2 separate regions of the Muntiacus reevesi genome follow, and region 2 is linked to region 1. The links are chromatin contacts, called in public Hi-C maps. All regions are on one chromosome and are shown on one strand. The core of a region is the stretch at or near the end of the contact, and the rest is flanking DNA. Distances in the headings are between cores, read along the strand shown. Region 1 holds the start of ERI1 (exoribonuclease 1). Region 2 holds the start of TNKS (tankyrase).

Region 1 (3,697 bases), core at 540-3,039:
GGTATAAGCTCATCATCTGAAGTGTAGAGAAATGATCAACCAATCCTTGGTAGTGAATCTTCTTTGCTTAACAACTGAGATACAATAATTAAATCAAAAAGTTCAAGCAGAAAATTTGTAGTTAGCACTTACTAATGTTCACATATTGTGAATCCTGATAAGTGTTTACTGGAGCATTTTTTCTTTGAGAGAGATGCAATTAGCAATTCTTATTAATTTTCTGTAGTTGTATGTCAGGACTCACAATCATTATCTGAAAACAAATAAACCCTAGGAAAAAGAGATGATCAGAGCTGTGCTTTATAAATCTTTGTGATTTTTAACTCTATAAACCTTTGTTTATAAACACAAAGGTGAGTCTGTAGTTACAAGAGAAAAAATACAGTCCACTTAGAAAGAAGCAGGTGATTTCAGAAGTAAAAAATTGGTGGTAGATTTCCAATTGTGTCCCTTTTGCCGTTAGGGAATTATATGTCCTCGCCCACTGCCATGGGCCTTGAAGTGATCCTATACTCATTAATTATTTTTATAATAATGCAGAATAACAAACCATCCTAGTGGCTTACAATAAGCATTTAATTTTCTTCCTCCCAAAGACTGCAAGTCAGCTGGGATGGTTCTGCTTCAGGATGTGGCTTTCCTGGACTTGTTTGTCTGAAAAAGTCTTTGTTTCATCCTGTTGAGTATAGAATTCCAAGTTGACAGTTTTGTTTTGCACTTTAAAGTTGTCATATCATTTTCTTTTAGCTTGCAGTTTCTAATAAGAAGTCTATGAAAACTTACTATTATTTCTCTGTGCATAATGTGCCTTTTTTCACTACTGTTTTTAAGATTTTCTCTTTAAGCTTTTGAGGGGTCTACAATAGCTTTTCCTTTAGACCCCAGAGTCTAGGGCTAGTTTATGTCACTACTAAGGGATGACATTTCGAGGGTCTCTATTGCATATTCCATTCAACAACTGTATTCAACAGTCTCCCCACTCTGGCTCCAGGGAACTCAAATGATTCCTAGTCCTGTGAACTCTGAAAATTGTTTGGCTTACTGCTCCCCCATAATTGCTCTTTCCTGGCCTTGTGGAATAGTCACAGAACATATTCACTGATTTTTATTCAGTTAAAGATGCAGATTTCTGAAGCTTTTTCTCCATGAACTCGGCCTCATAAATTCCAACCAATTTGGTCTCCCCAAAATCCAATCACCGTCTACTCCATTCGGTAAGACCTGTCGTCTCAGGGAGACCCTAGGCTCTGTTTAAGTTCCTCTTGTACTTGCAAACTGGAAACTGCCTCTGGACAGAGACCCAGAGTCATACCCGGCTCATCTCATTTGTTTCTCTTCTTTCAGGTAAAAGGACTGGATCTGCCTGCCGTCCGATGTCTGAAAACAGTTATTTTCACATTGCTCAGTTTCTCAATAAGTCCCAGACCCATTTCTTCTTGTCCAGTAGTGGGCGTCTTAAATGCCTTGTGGAAAACGCAGATTGTTTTATAAACGTTATTTTCTGTGGTTAAAATTCACCTCTCACTAGGGCACTCCTCGTTTACTTCTCAGGAGTTGGTGATGGATCATTTCCTCTGGTGGTCTGCTCCAAGGACCAGAGTCCGGACCCTGGCGCCGCTTCCACTCCGCGCCGGCAGCGTCCTCTTTCTCCCGCGCGCGCCTCCCTCCCGCTTGGCCCCTCCCACCTTTCTTCTTGCCCCTCCCTCCTCGTTTCTCCAGCCCCCGTCGACGGAAGCCCTCGCGTTCCGCGCGCCGGCTCACTGCGCCTGCGCGGCGTCTGGACGCCTCACGTTCCCGGAAGTGGGAGGTACCCGCTCGAGTTTGTGTGGCCGCCGCCGCGGGAACGCGAGCCCGGTAATTTTTCAACGGAGAAAGGCTAGGCTTTCGGGCTTAGACGGGTGAGAGTGAGCGAGTGGCGGGCTCCAGCAGCTCCCTTCTGACGTGACACGCAACATGGAGAATGAGCAGACCCTCCAGCCTGGCGGCGAGGCCGTGGCTCCCGGGCGTCGCGCGTCTCCCGGGTCGGAGTGCGGGGACGAAGCCCAGCGTCCGAATCCCGAGGTAAGAATCTGCCCGCGCGCCCCTGAATTAAGAGGGTTTCCTGCGGGAACCGCAGCCCGTGCGCCCTGGGACCCTAGCCCTGGCCGCCTTTCCTGGCCTCAGCTGCGGGAGCCGTTCTCTGGGGGTAGTTGTCATTGAGCCCTTTCTAGTTCCAGGTACCGTCTGGAAGTAAGTCAACAGCCCAGACGAACTGAGTGTGCGAACTGAGGTTTTAGACGTCTGAGTGGTAATTCTGCTCTAAACTTTCTGAGTTAACAATCGGTTACACGGTTGCTATCGTCATTCCAGGTAGCCCTGGTCTGTAATTGGTAGTTTTTGTTTTTAGAAATCTCACCTCAGCTCCAAGTATGTCACTCCTTAAGACTTTTAAGACCATCTCCCAGCCTCGGCAGAAGGTAACTGTGCCTGTTGGCTGGGACTTCGTCTATGGTTTTTGGACCATTTTACTCCTGCTTCGTATAAACATAATGTATGAGTGATGTTGTTAATGATTTTGACAGCTCAGTGGTAGATCCTACAGTGACAAAGTTGTAAAGACGGTCTTAAAACGTCTTTAATCATCATCTTTGATAGGTATAATTATTGTTGACTAGCTGCAGACTGTAAATAATACCAAAACTGGTCATTTTCTATTAATAATATAGAAATACTCAGTGCCTCGTAGTGTGGGTAGTTGGAGGAGGCGTCCTAACTTTTGCTCTTTCCACCTACAGTCAATTCTCCACATAGCAGCTGGAATAATCTTTAGTAACATGAATCTGACTGGGTTTCTCCCCTCCTAAATCTTCAGTTTGCCAGCCCCAGGACTTGGCTCCTACCTCCATTGTTAGCTGTACCTCTTCCCACTTGCTCTCAGTGGCCACCATCCTTGGTGTTATGGTGGGTGGTCTTTCTTGTTAAAGGTCTTTTGTGTGCTTTCTTTGCCCTGAGTCTTTGAATAGTTATCTGGTTCACCTTATGATGATACTTTCAGAGAGGCCTCCATATCTCTTCTCTAAAGAACCATTTCTACTCTGCCATCCTTCTTCAGTTTAAGATACTGTCAATAACATCGTCATGTGAGTTGTACAAAAATAATTTTTAAAAGTTTATGTTTAATGAGAGTAGCGTGATTGAATACACTTTATTTAAATATCTTAAAACTTTGAGCTAAAAACAAACAGAACTGAGCTATAGTGACTCAAGGCCCGAATCTGTGTTCCTGGTTGGTTTTAGTGACTGTCATATTTGTTAAAAACCTGTTGTTGGATGCTTTTAATAAATGATGATACAGTCCTTTTTTTTTTCAGGCTTAAGTAAGCAAGTTTGGATTTCAGCTAAGTAAATTTTTTTTATCCTTTATATCAACAAAAGTATTTTCACAAATGAATAGGTATTACATTTTTATGTTTTTTTAACGAAGTAGGTTCAAATTTCATCAGAACTCTTCTTTGGGAAAGATTTTAATCAAGTTTAATTCTGCTTCTGATTTCTTTAATGTGTAGATTCAGAGGCTTTTTTAAAAAAACAGGTAATCTGCAGGGGTTTTGGGGGCAATAAAATAATGGAAATGTTTCTAAAACATCTATTTCCTAAATGTTCTTGCCACAGAAAAGGTTTCTTTTGATCATGGTCACTTCCATATTGTAAAGATTCT
Region 2 (3,922 bases), core at 551-3,050, 430 kb after region 1:
AAGGGGCCAAAGGGGAGTTATGGACATCTATGCACATGCTGATTCACCAGCTCCTCAATGCCACCTCGTGCTGTCCATTAAGATTCAAAACCAGAAGAATGTGTGAACAGATTTTAGTTACACCGAGGGAAGTTTTTCTATCCAGTCACACATTTGTCAATATGTGAACAATGGCACAAATTTATCAGACAGATAATGTTAGTATTATAATCTGTAACCACAAACTAGATGGCAATAAATGTCATTCATAACATTAATTATGTTTTTGACCTTATTGTATTTAACGGTAGTCATAAATAAACTTACCTACTTATTTGGATGGGAATGTTAGCATCACACTAATTACACTGAATAATGAACATGTGAAAGGACAGTTTATCATGTGGTTTAGTATTCTGCAAAATGCAATTTCTACCTGACCCATCTAAATCTTGGGCATTTCTTAAGACACAGAATCTCCATCTATGTCTACTCTCTTGGAATAATGCTATTTTTCTAAATTTCCATAATGCCTACTTTACTATTAAATAAGAAGCAGGAAATGGAGACCTTAATGAGATGATCCAAATCATTGATACATTTCTTTTGATGGTAGACAATAAAAAAAGGAAGGTATAGGCAGAGGAAAGAGAAAGATATTGCTGAAGAATGGCTTCTGATGGTGAGTGATGGGTGTAGTAAGCCGGTTTTTATCTTAGTTTGAGAAGGAGAGGGAAGAGGGATGAGAGGAACAGAGAAGGTCCCCTAAAAAGAATTCAAAAGAAACGAACATGTTTGTCATTATTTCAGTGGAGTTTAAGGTGAGAAATGAAAGCACAGAGGTAACAGAACAGAAAAAAACATAACTTTAGTAGTTAATATTTATTGAACTATTAATTCCATTTTGCAGAGGGGAACCTAAGACACAGAGGGGTTAAATAGCTTGCCCAAATCTACATAGCTCGTTCATGGCAGAGCCTGAATTTCAATCCTTGCAATCTGAACTTCTATTGTAAAACGAGGTACTTAACAAAGCACATAGAGTGAGAACTCTCATAGAGAGGGGATATAGAGACCAAGGTATTAACTGAGAGGGGGAGAAGGCTGCATTAATTTTTTTTTTTTTTTTTTTACCAGTGGGCTAATTATGTGTGTTAGTCGCTCAGTCGTGTCCGACTCTTTGCGACCCCATGGACTGTAGCCCACCAGGCTCCTCTGTCCACGAGATCCTCCAGGCAAGAATACTGGAGTGGGTTGTCATTCCCTTCTCCAGGGGATCTTTCCGACCCAGGAATCAAACTTGAGTCTCCTGCATTGCAGGCAGATCTTTACCATCTGAACCACAAGGGAAGCAGACAACATTTTGTAAATGTTAGCTCATTTAATTCCGCTAACAATTCTGTGAGATAGATACTAGCTCATTTTTCAGACAGGGGCACTTGACATTTGATAAATGATACATACCTTGCACAGAGTTCCATCTCACGCAGGTTCTGCCGCAAGACAAGGAAGACTGAAGGAGACTTGGCAACAGAACGGAACAGGGTAAGGTAAGCAAGTTCAAAGCGAGAAATGCAGGAAAAGTTTCTCACTTAAGCCTAGGCTAGTTCCAGTTTTCAAATCTCCCCGGCCAGCCCGCGAAGGCGTCACAAATCCCGCCCCTCGGCGACGAAGCCACGCCCCCTTCCGCGGAGGGGCTCGGAGCTCCCAATACTGCCCTCCCACCCTTTGACCCCGCCCACTTCTCCAGCATCATTTCCTGTGCGCTGGGCGCTAATTGGTCCGGCAGTCGGAAGTGAGGGCGGGCGGTGGGGCCGTTGCCGCAGTGACAGAGCTGGGGGAGTCCGAAGATGGCGGCGTCGCGTCGCTCTCAGCATCATCACCACCATCATCAACAACAGCTCCAGCCCGCCCCAGGGGCTTCGGCGCCGCCGCCTCCACCTCCCCCCCCACTCAGCCCGGGCCTGGCCCCTGGGACCACCCCGGCCTCCCCTACGGTGGGCAGCCTGGCCCCGTTCGCCTCCCCGAGGCACGGCCTAGCGCTGCCGGAGGGGGATGGCAGTCGGGATCCGCCCGACAGGCCCAGATCCCCGGACCCGGCTGACAGTGCCAGCTGTTGCAGTCCCACGAGCACAATCTGTACGGTCGCCGCCGCTCCCGTGGTCCCGGCGGTTTCTGCCTCATCTGCCGTCGGGGTCGCTCCTAACCCAGCCGGCGGCGGCAGTAACAATTCACCGTCGTCCTCTTCTTCCCCGACTTCTTCCTCCTCTTCCTCTCCATCCTCCCCCGGATCGAGCTTGGCGGAGAGCCCCGAGGCGACCGGAGTTAGCACCACAGCACCACTGGGGCCTGGGGCTGCGGGCCCGGGGCCAGGGGTCCCAGCAGTGAGCGGGGCCCTGCGGGAACTGTTGGAGGCCTGTCGCAATGGGGACGTGTCCCGGGTAAAGAGGCTGGTGGACGCGGCAAACGTGAATGCTAAGGACATGGCCGGCCGGAAGTCTTCTCCCCTGCACTTCGCTGCAGGTCAGAGACTTTTTGAATTGTTTATTAAGGGTTTTGGTGTTTGGCACTGGAGGGTCCGGGTAGGGAAAGAAAACGAGTTATGATGATGGGAACGATGGGGGCGTGGTGATGATGCCTCAGTACTTCTCGGGAAGCCTTGAGATTCCTTTCTTTAGGTGGTGTCAGGGTGACGGGGGCGTGGTAGGGGAACGTGTGAGTCCCTTCTTTTTAGTTTGCACAGTGATCCTCGTGCTCATCCCCAACCTCCCGTAGTGGTCGTCTCAGGACATGGATATACTTAAACTTTTTCAGTTCCGAGTGTGTCGGAATAAAGTTAGATCTAAGCAGTGTTAGAATAGTTTTGTCGTGCGTTTACTCATTTCCTTTTTACAGGAGTAATGTCGCATGAGGACAAACTAGCCCAAGAGAAGTTTAATAAAACTCAACAAGTGTTAAGTAGCTATCGTAACCTTATCATTAATATAAGAGACTTAAATGTGAGACTTAAATGAAGTTAGTGAAACTTTCTCCCCTTTTGAGGTAGTGTACAGTCCGATTTGGTAGATCAAAATGTGCCTATGTGAAACAGCTGTAGAAAAATATTTGGTTGCATTATGTGATGGCAGAAGAAAAGGCTTTCAAGTTCTGGCAACTGCTGTCTGTTGGTTGTGTAACATAATTTTCCTTATCTCAGTAGCCTCCATCTCCTCATGGGCAAAAATGTATATGGGGATTGTGTGAGGATTTAGTGAGAAGTATCTGAGACTTAAGTTCTCCCCCGAAGGTACTTATTCCTAAAACATAGACCACTGTACACTTTTTTTTTAAGCAAGTAATTGTTTTCTTTTAAAAACAGCTAACATGGTTTTATAAAATACAGAGAAATTTAAAACAAAAAGGGTCATAATCTCCTTGCCTAGATACTTCCTATTGACATTAAAAAAATAAAGATTATAAACCTTAGAAATATTACATTAGAAATGTGTATGTTATGTGTACATTCATATAGTACAGAAATATATGAAATGAAAAAAGCATCGCACATAAACATCAAAGATCATACTCTGAAGATAACTTCTGTTAAGTTTCATGCTGTATTTTAATATATACCACTCTTTGAGTTTGTTCTGTTAATGTAAAGCATATGTTAAGAACTTAATGTATTGTTTATTTCTACCAGAACTCGGGAAATATTTTTATCCTCATTTTACAGATGACAGAAGTGAAGCATGTACAGCTTAAATAATCCTAAATTCACATAAGAAGTAGTGGAACCTGGATTTAAATTTAGTTTGATTTTGGAATGTGTGAAGTCCAGGTTAAACAATTATACTTGGTTTAAGATCACTTTTCATTTTTGTGAGTAATTTTTATGGAGTTTTCACTTTGCAGTGTTTGGGGAGAAGTAGTAATTGGGGGCATATACACTCCAAGAGTAATG

What was found. A called contact is a pair of places that touch in the nucleus more often than the background predicts.
Region 2: a Hi-C map of muscle shows a contact between it and region 1, with 6 times the contacts expected there. The contact joins the promoter of TNKS here to the promoter of ERI1 in region 1. A contact is called at or near these places in 2 of 3 Hi-C or Micro-C datasets (blood and muscle).

Annotation. Positions count from the first base shown.
Region 1 is chr10:66,220,641-66,224,337 of mMunRee1.1, forward strand. It overlaps ERI1 (exoribonuclease 1), which reads left to right and starts at 1,790. Exons shown (of 6, transcript XM_065946859.1): 1 at 1,790-2,061. The coding sequence starts at 1,954.
Region 2 is chr10:66,648,577-66,652,498 of mMunRee1.1, forward strand. TNKS (tankyrase) reads left to right here and starts at 1,801. Exons shown (of 27, transcript XM_065946583.1): 1 at 1,801-2,502. The coding sequence starts at 1,830.